Linked DNA regions of Rattus norvegicus: region 2 is linked to region 1. A link is a contact called in public Hi-C data. All regions are on one chromosome and are shown on one strand. The core of a region is the stretch at or near the end of the contact, and the rest is flanking DNA. Distances in the headings are between cores, read along the strand shown. Region 1 overlaps Gng12 (G protein subunit gamma 12). Region 2 has its middle 120 kb from the start of Gadd45a.

Region 1 (5,070 bases), core at 675-3,174:
CCCAACCTACATGCTATCTGTGTGGAGGAGGACTTCTACTGGTGGGCCAGGCAGGCCGGGAACCACAGAGCGGCACCTAGAAGCAATGCCTGAAGAATTCTAAGGCTCCTTGGACAGTGCCCATTCTCCTTGGAGGAACGATTCTAGGGCAGAACAATGTTCTGGATACTTCCAGTTCTGGAAACTCAGGAGCCAGTGGTTTTGTAAACGCAGTTGTACTGTTCAAACAGAACTTTCCTTCCTGTCTCACCAGTGTGTTCTTGGTAGCCTCTGTTGGGCCACCTATATCATGTGGCTAACCATGACAGCTACCCTCTGTTCCTGGAGAGGTGAATGCTAATCCTGACTCAAGGGCAAAGACCTATGGTCTAGATCAGAGCACAGCTTGAAAGAACTCTCTGGAGCAGTCAGATGGGGAAAGGGGCAGAGAAGGGACCAGACAGCTAGAGAGTAAATGGGGACATGATTTCCTCCTGTGTTTTCTCAAGATCTGTGAAGCAGCATCTTGGTGAGCATCCACAAGAGGCACGCGTTTTGACTCTCTCTGCTTCATAGGAGCGACAACTTCTCTACATGCACAATGCTGATGAGTTTCTTTAGGTACCTGGACTGATTTGATCCTCACAAAGTTTCTCCAAATACATGCTGTCACTCTAAATTCTTTCTGTTACATGGATGAAGCCTGTGAGGCATGGTATGCTAAGATGTTTTACCTATGGAGTACCTATGGAGTAGCACATACAGGATTGGAAAACAGGTACCTCTGCTTCCACAGTATATGTGACCGGCACCATCTTACGCCGCCTTCTTAGACTAGCTGTAACATACTCCATCCCTTGCCTACACACTTTTCACACAATTTAAAATACACCCTTCTTTAAAGAAGACCTTAATGTGCCTGGATCCAAGATCTCAACAGAAGAGCTCTCCTGATCGAGAATGCCATGTGATTGAAGGCAGACAATCTCTTATGATGATAAGGAATGCCACACAATCAAGAATACAGATAGGGCTGGATGGCTCAGCAGTTTGGAGTATGTAGTACTCTTCTATAGGATCCAAGTTCATTCCTAACATCCATGACAGGTAGCTCACAACATCTCTAGCACCAGGGATCTGGCAATTCTGGTCTCTGAGGGTACCTCCACTTATGTATACACACACACACACACATACATACACACACACACACACACACACAATAATTATAAAATAACAAAACTAACATTTTTAGAAGAGCTCAATTTTTTGACAAAGGAAGTCCTTTGACATTGTGATAGACACAGACAGGACATGGACTAATGCCCCGAGAGGAAACGGAGGGAGATGTCCTTCAGAAGGGACAAGCTAAGCTCATGGGCTACTGTGTACAGTAAGACGTGTGTCAATTTTGGAGGGATAAATTATCATTGCTGAGCAGAAAATGACATTAAATCTATGGGGTACATTCATCTATGGTCATCACCTTGGAAAGGTGCTCTGGGGGTTTGTTTAGAGGGGTTGACTCCCAGACATGTCACATTCATACTTACCCTGCCCCCACTTCTTTTGGTCTCATACCTGACAAACATGTGAAAGCTAACAGAAAAGTAAACCAGTCAAGCAATAAGCAGGCAAGGCTGGAGTAGAAGGCCACTTTTCTCAAAGCTAACATGAGCACAGGCATCAGAAGTGATTTGCCCTCAGTGGGTTAGAGTGCCTAAGCTCCCCACACCAAACTGTGCTTCTGGTGTTTTACTATTGTAAGAACACAGGGCGGTGAGCTGGGGCCCAGCGGCTGGGGAGCAGGGCTGTGTGCACAATGGAACTGTCAGGGTGGCTTCTCAGTGGAACTTGCTGAGCTCTGCAGGCTTAGACTCATGATGCCAACCCCAGGAACAGTGAGTGGCTCATGGGTCACCTTCTCTGCCAGGGAACCCATCCATGTGGCAAGAACAGACAATTCGCTGGCAAGAGCAGCCTGGGGAGTCAGCCAGCAACCTCAGGAGCCAGGGCATGGGGTGGAAGATTAAAACCTAGGGGATTGGGGTTGAATCCTTGGGCCACTTCCAATTGGTTTCTGTTTCTTCATGTGTAGGATGGCAGGCCTGTCTCTCCCAGGGTCATTCCTGCAGGCATTCAATGTCCAGATCAATGCTACAAGGGAAAGGTCTCACCTCTGTTTTGCAAACGTGTAAACTTGCTTGCAGGGGTGAACATGGCTAACATCTGCTTAGTTACTAAAGCTTACAAAGAACTAACTACTCCTGTCCCCTCCTGAAATTCCACACAGGCTTTACAAAATGATTTTGCACCTAAAATCAAATCTCAATTTTCAACACAAGCACTACTCTACTGATTACTGAAAATCCGACTTTAGCAGCCTTTCCTGTGCTACTTAGACTTCTATGTCACTAATGGAAGGGGTTTGGCAAACTGCAAGTAGGTTTTGCAATCTGCTAAAGCAAGGTCTCATTAAAATGCTCATAAAAACATTTGGCAAAATAAATCACTAAAACAATTTCAAGACCCACTATAAATGACTTTTGTTCTATAACAACATAAATTTATGGTCTAAAGAGAGTCAAAATACAATTGGCACTCTGGTGGCTGAACCTTCAAGAAACCCAGGCCCAGCTGGGTGATGGTGGCACAAGCCTTTAATCCCAACACTCAGGAGGCAGGGGCAGCAGGAGCTCTCATCTACAAGAGTGAGTTCTAGGACAGCCAGGGCTACACAGTCTCAGAAACAAATAAAAACAATCAAATACCACCACCACCACCACCACCACCACCACCACCACCACCACCACCACCACCACCACCACCACCACCACCACCACCACCGGGTCAATCCAGGCTCAGTTGTCAGTCAGCTGGATGATTTACTCAGTTCATTGGTCATTTCTTCTTTCCTTTCTGTAGTAGTAAACTGAGACATCAGTGCCTCTCATATATTTTAATATGAAATCTGTAAAAACACTAATTGTCCTTTCCCTTGACAACTGTTCTTGAAACTTATTGATAATCATGTGTGAGGACAAACAGCTGTAGTAACATCTTGAGTCATAGCTGTATTTTTAAGATGGTATTCAGCCTGTGTGTACTCTGCAAACACTCTCTGCTCTTGGCAGTAACCAGCCATCATTTATAAGACCTTAAAAGGTCGATCCGATTTCATCAGAAACCAGTAGTTTTTGTATTTTGTTTGTAACAATGAAGCAAATTTTCAGTTAGTAATTTTAGTTTGCACTAAGCTAAATTCATTGTGCAATAGCTACAGATTAACTTACACACACACACACACACACACACACACACACACACACACACACACACACACACACACACACACACACACACACACATGCTCTTAACCGAGATCCTAAACCCTCCCTATATTTCCAGCCATGAATTCTCCCTGGAGCTCTGGTCACTCAGCTCCTCCTGCCTGTGTAAGACTTCAAACCTCCCTGTGAAAGGCAAATCTTGGGATACATTCCTGTCATGATTGCCAAAAAGCTCTCTCCTGTGGCATATTCTTTTCTGAATTGTAAAATCATTAGCCTAAATGCCCACACCTGAAGGACTTCCACCTGACATCTTCCTGATGAAGGTAACACAGACAGACAATTCACCACAGGGGCCATGTGATCTTAATTCAACCCGGGTTACTGAACAGCTCTTACCCTTAAGAGACCTACAGGAATAGACAACAGCACAGAGAGCAAGCCCACACCAGTGAGGCAGGGTGTTATATGAACGAATGGATGGGGATTGACTTCATATGATGCCCTCTGGGTCTAAATATCAGATGAACAGCACAGAGGTGAAAGTGTTAGGCTTCCAATTCTGCAAACTAGAGCAAGCCAGCCCAGGGTGGGAATACACCTGACTTCAATTTTCAGAGCCTACTCATGAAAATCACCTGGCACCGGACCTTCACAACGGCCCAGGAGGACTTAGAGCTGTGATAGAGCCACTGTTTCAATTCTTTCCCAACAGCATAAAACTGGGGTCTAGCACTATAGCTCAGTGGTAGTAGCATGCTTGCCTAGCTAGACTACTCAGGGCTCTGTTCAAGCCACAGTACCACATGTCACAGCCCACACAGCCACAGTTATATCTCTGTACATGGTGATTCTAACTCACAGTAATTATAATCCAAGACATGTGCACTGAGCCAGACACTAAAAAATTATTTACTGAAAATAAAATATAAGGATTAAAAGAAATTCTCAAATATAGAATTGTATGTGGTAGCATACCAGTTGGACAGGCTGTACCAGAGGGTACAAAACTTTGAGGAATTTATTGGTATATAAAACAATTTAGGAATATATATGTGTGGGTGTGTATGTGTATATATATATACATACATGTGTATGTATATTTATATATTTTCTGTACTCCACAAAGCTTGTAAGAACTACATATTACCCTGAGTGGGCAGAACAAATGAGGTCAATTTGCTAGAGAGGACTGTGCATGTTTTTTTTTTACCACTGTTGCTCGAGCAGTGAAAGAATGGAAAATAGGACGTCTGTATTTTTCCCTCATTCGTACGGAGCAATGGTCTACAAATTACAACCACTGGGCTGATTCTAGTCTACTGTCAGTTTCCTTTGGTGAATAAAGTTTTCTCAGAACACAAGTCATGTGTTCGCTTATCTGTCATCCACAGTTGTTTCCAGCAGGTCAGAGCAGATGTGACGGAGATCATATGGTTCACAAACCTGGCATATTAACTATTTGTTCTGTCACGGGACAGGTTTGTCAAACCCAATTCCAGAGTAAGGGAAGACCATCCCACTCCATTCCAGAAGCCTACCATGTTTGCAACCCTGTAGCCTGAATCTCTCCAACTTCGTCTGTGAACTTAGCCCCTAGGTGATGATCTTCAGAGGAACTCAATGCAGGAGGTACTGTCTAAGGTTACGTAGGAACACAAACTTACTAAGTGGAGACACAGTTTGCTTTCCCAGTTTCAGCCAGCACTGGGGTGTGGGAGCACTGCTTGGGCAGGTAAAACAGGAGGCGCTTGGCTCCGCACTCAGCTCCAGGTTCCATCTTGCTACAGGGGTATGGGAA
Region 2 (5,070 bases), core at 1,110-3,609, 170 kb before region 1:
ATTGATGTGAAGAGACACCATGACCATGGCAACACTTATAAAGGAAAATATTTACTTGGATCTGGTTTATAATTTCAGAGGTTTAGTCCATTGTCATCATGGCGGGACATGGCAGTGTGCAGGCAAACATGGTGATGGAGGAGCCAAGAGTTCTACATCTTGATCTACAGGCTTCAGAAGGAAACTGTGTGCCACACTGGGTATAGCTTAAACATAGGAGATCTCAAACTCCCCTCACCTTCAACAGTGACACACTTCTTCCAAGATCACACCTACTCCAACAAGGCCACACCTCCCAATAGTGTCACTCCTTATGAGTCAAGTATTCAAACATGTGAGTATATGGGAACCATTACTATTTAACCCTGTTCACGTTCCCTCCTATTCTCTTGCTAGGGTACTACAAATGCTAATGAATGACACTTGAGTAAGTCCCTTGTATATGTAGTGGGGTGGAATTTCTTGGAAGGGAGTCGGAGCAGCACATTGTTTTATTTGCTCTTTATCACAGCTAACCCAATGAACAGCTGGAGAGAGAGAACATCCGCAGGCATTTGGGAGAGTCCAGAGCAGAGAGAAAAAGAAGCAGACAAGACATGGCCAGTTCTATCTGCAAGAGAAGCTAGACAAGCAAGAGAGAGAATAGCTAGAATATCAGGGCTGTGGGGAGGAAACCTTGCCTTTATAGAGAGGATACATACGTATCTGGGAGCAGGGAAGCCAGTAGACTACAACAGCCTGGGAAATAGCATAGTGTAGTAGAGTTGGAGAGGTAAGAAAAGCCAGGAGGCTAGCATGGACTTTTAAATGCATAACAAGAACTGTGAATAAGATCAATATGGGCTTATTAGGTAACCATAGGTATGTGTCAATGGAGAGCCATATGTCCCTTTCACTGGAGTCAAGGGAAGTTAATGGAAATGATTCCTTTTGGCGGACAGAGACCTGATTCGCAGGTCTGAATTACCTGCTAAAAATCCTTCTGTAGTCCAGCTTGAACTGTCTTAGACTGTCATTTCTGGGCATATGCACTGCCCTTTGGAGTTTGAGGCCTAACACAAGCCAAAAGTGTGTTGACTTTACCCAGGCCTAAAACAGTCCCGTTGGCACATAGAGCCCTACTCTGATCCAACACCATTACCTGACACCATATCTTCTGTTCTCTCTTCTTGTACTCCTTGCTCCTTTCTCCCTCTCTTCCTGTCTCCACCTCTCATTCCCTCCCCTATTTTATGTTTTTATTGATAGATGGTTGATGTATCCCAAGACACATATTGCATATGTTTAATGTGTACAGTTTATTGAGTTTGGACATGCCATAGGCTTATGTGTTCACATTCATTCTTCCTGTTCTCGTTGTGTTAGCAGAACAGACAGATGTGTGTGTGTGTGTTTCTTTTTGTTATTGTTGTGTTTTTGTTTTGTTTAGAAACACAAATATGATGTCGCCATTTGTTAGTCACTCAATACCAATGTTTCGTCTTCTCATTAATTAAAATTTCAACTCTTGTTTGTAGCTCACTGTGCCCTGAAAGACTGGGACAAACTGTCCTTCCCAGTGTCACATAGTGTCACTCTGTCCTGTCTCTCTGTCCTCTCCTACCCTTCAGGGGATTTGATTCACAGATGCACAGAGATCCTTCCTGGTCAAAATGGTTGTTTCCTCCTGCTATGGCTGATTCATAGGCTTCTTTTAGGCTGCACCCCAGGGACTTGAGCAGACTTGTGCATATCACCCTAGAAGCCTGCACTTTCTCTTTTATTCTGATGGGTGTCATTTGGTCAACAGCTTACCTGATGTTGGTTTCCTCTATTAATCTGGAGGCACGCGAAGTGAAGTTAGGAGTACATCTTCTTGATCAGTGTTGTCTTCTGACGCCCAGCACGAATCCGGGCCTTCAGCAAGTGTCTGGATGTTGTTAGTGGTAAAAGGTGTACTAACTTTAGGTCTTTATGAAATAGCAAGACACCTTAGTAATTTCAGTGGTGCTCTTTTAGTTTTGAATGATTTTCTCTTTGCTTATTTCTTGTCCACTTTTTCACAGAGTTCATATGAACACTCACCACCAGCAGCACACTGAAAATTGGGAACCAAAGTTGACTTAGACTCTGAGCTTATGCAGAGGAGTTTACTGACTAAGCAGGAGTAGACCACATTCACATTTTTATGGAAAATGCAATCCAGGGAAGGGTTGTGGATTGTTATAGGAGTAACACCTTCTTGTGCAATACTTGATGAGATGATTTATCCAAGAATAGGCAGGTGTCAGAGAAAGGCTTTGGACTCTTTTGACCCAGTCACTATGGTGATGGCCAGGTTAATTACAGTACAGGCCAGGGTCAGGAGAGCTGAGCTGACTCATCCAGTAAATACAACAACCAAAATTCAGGCCAAGCCAGGTTATCAGGTTGGGGTTCATCCACGGGGCAGTGGACAACAACTCACCATGGAGCTGCTGAGATGGTATCACTCTGCCTGGCTGACACAAAGGCTGGTGCAGCTAAAGACATTCTTTTCTTTCTTTCTTCATTTTATTTATTTATTTATTTTAAGATTTTATTTATTCATTTTATATATGACGAGTACACTGTCACTGTTTTCAGACACACCAGAGGAGGGCATTGGATCTCGTTACAGATGGTTGTGAGCCACCATGTAGTTGCTGGGATTTGAACTCATGACCTCTGGAAGAGCAGTCAGTGCTCTTTTTTTTTTTTTTTTTTTTAATTAACTTGAGTATTTCTTATATACATTTCGAGTGTTATTCCCTTTCCCGGTTTCCGGGCAAACATCCCCCTCCCCCCTCCCCTTCCTTATGGGTGTTCCCCTCCCAACCCTCCCACCATTGCCGCCCTCCCCCCATAGACTAGTTCACTGGGGGTTCAGTCTTAGCAGGACCCAGGGCTTCCCCTTCCACTGGTGCTCTTACTAGGATATTCATTGCTACCTATGGGGTCAGAGTCCAGGGTCAGTCCGCAGTCAGTGCTCTTAACTGCTGAGCCATCTCTCCAGCCCCCGTTTTTATTTTTGTTTTGGTTTTTTTTTTTTTTTTTTTTTTTGGTTCTTTTTTTCGGAGCTGGGGACCGAACCCAGGGCCTTGCGCTTCCTAGGTAAGCTTGTTTTGTTTTTTTTAAGATTCATTTATTTATAAGTACACTGTCACTGTCTTCAGACACACCAGAAGAGGATATCGGATCCCATTACAGATGGTTGTAAGCCACCATGTGGTTGCTGGGATTTGAACTCAGGACCTCTGGAAGAGCAGTCGGTGCTCTTAACCACTGAGCCATCTCTCCAGCCCTTCATTTTATTTTTTTAAAGATTTATTTATTTATTATATATGAGTACACTGTAGCTGTCTTCAGACACAGCAGAAGAAGACATCAGGTCCCTTTATGGATGGTGGTGAGCTACCACGTGGTTGCTGGGATTTGAATTCTGGACCTGTGGAAGAGCAGTCAGTGCTCTTAACCACTGAGTCATCTTTCCAGCCCAAGACTTTCTTTTCTAAGCTATGGCTTCCCAGTAAGGACCGAGCCCAGGTCTTCTTGAAAAGGGTTGAAACAACACCCTGTCTTCACCAGAGCCAAGCTTGCACTGGGTACCACTCTCATGTGATAACTTCGTGAGGCTGTTTTCTCTAGCAAAATAGGAGAGGAAAAGTCATATAAGGCTATTTCTTCTCTAAGCTTGACATCCACCAGTTTCTTCCTGTCTTCAAATTATACTATAGGTGTGGTTTCACATTGGTGGCTCCTGTCTTTTCTTTCTTCACATCTTGTCTCTCTCCCCTCATCCTTTCTTTAATCCTGGAAACTTCCAGTTGAGGCAAGATAAGCATGATCTGCCTGGGCTTCAGAGGGACACAGTAAGTATCTGTATCCTGGTGGTCTAGTGGTTTGCAGAAGTAGTCAAGTAATTCAAGGTCAGGTATATGGAAAGAGAGATGAGAAATTATTTAAAGGCTGCTACTGTCACAGGAGCCATGATCTATGGAGGCACTGTTATAGAAAGCCCTTGACTGTCCTGCAGGGACGGCTTTATTTTGAAGTCTGACTGGTCTGGCCTCAGTGTCAGGAAAGAGGTAGAATGTCACCCATGAAGATGGCAGTGATGGAACCATATTGCTGTAAGTTTTAGATGGCTTCCTCCTACCAGCCTTTCCAGGATAGTTATAAAATTAGAGCTTTCGTACTGTCCCTGTGCAAAGTGGAGGCTAGGGTTCTCAAAGTCAATATGCTGGTTGCTCTTGATCTAGTCAAAATCTGTTGAAATGTCCCATGGGGCTTAGAGTAAAGTTTTCCTTGAAGATAGTGCGGGCTTCAGTGCCAAGAATACATCCGTTAAAAATGTTCAGGTTGGCACTATTTCTGGCAACAGCCAAAGCAACACACCAGTGGGAACACAGCTGGCTTAACTACTCAGGTGATTTCCGGAATCATCCAGGCCAAACTGGTGCTGACCAAGTCATTGCACTGATTCCTATAAAGCTCTCACTGTTTGCTAATTTGCTAATCTGAAAGGAAGAACGATTGGCCATTCTGCTAAGACACTGAAAAATGGTGCAGATGAGATGGCTCATGACACGGGTTTGACCCCAAGAACCCATGGTGGAAGGAGAGAACCGATTCTGGAGAATTATCATCTGCTCTCCATATTTGTGTCATGGTATACACACATCTCCAACTGCACACATGTTATACATATATACAGAGAGAGAGAGAGAGAGAGAGAGAGAAAGAGAGAGAGAGAGAGAGAGAGAGAGAGAGAGAGAGAGAGAGAGAGAGAAAAGATGGCCCTGAATCCTTGAAATCTGCCAATACAGCTATCATCAGTTGGGTCCAAGCAAGTCCATGCACCATGCATGTTCTGAGCTTTTCTGAGGAGGTCACTTTGCTGTCTGTGACATGAAACGAATTGGTTATTGTGGACATCAACAAAGCTGTAGGCAGGAAGGCTGCTGGAGCTGCCACAATCACCAAGTCTGTCCAGAAAACAGGTAAGGCCAAATGAGTATTATCCCCAACACCTGCTGTTCAGGCGCAATCAGTGTTGAAGAGCGGCCCCAG

The links. Hi-C and Micro-C count contacts between places; a contact is called where the count stands out from the background.
Region 2: a Hi-C map of hepatocytes shows a contact between it and region 1, with 2.5 times the contacts expected there. The contact joins two enhancer-like sites. A contact is called at or near these places in 4 of 12 Hi-C or Micro-C datasets (hepatocytes, kidney and liver).

The regions. Positions count from the first base shown.
Region 1 is chr4:97,431,700-97,436,769 of GRCr8, reverse strand. All of the region lies in intron 2 of Gng12 (G protein subunit gamma 12), which reads right to left. Among named protein-coding and RNA genes, the nearest start is that of Gadd45a, 53 kb to the left of the region's middle. Within about 2 kb of position 1,924, at least 17 of the 93 cell types and tissues checked have an H3K27ac peak or open chromatin away from gene starts, as enhancers often do. A contact at or near this core is called in hepatocytes, where this site is marked.
Region 2 is chr4:97,600,785-97,605,854 of GRCr8, reverse strand. No RefSeq gene overlaps it. Among named protein-coding and RNA genes, the nearest start is that of Gadd45a, 120 kb to the right of the region's middle. Within about 2 kb of position 2,359, at least 5 of the 93 cell types and tissues checked have an H3K27ac peak or open chromatin away from gene starts, as enhancers often do. A contact at or near this core is called in hepatocytes, where this site is marked.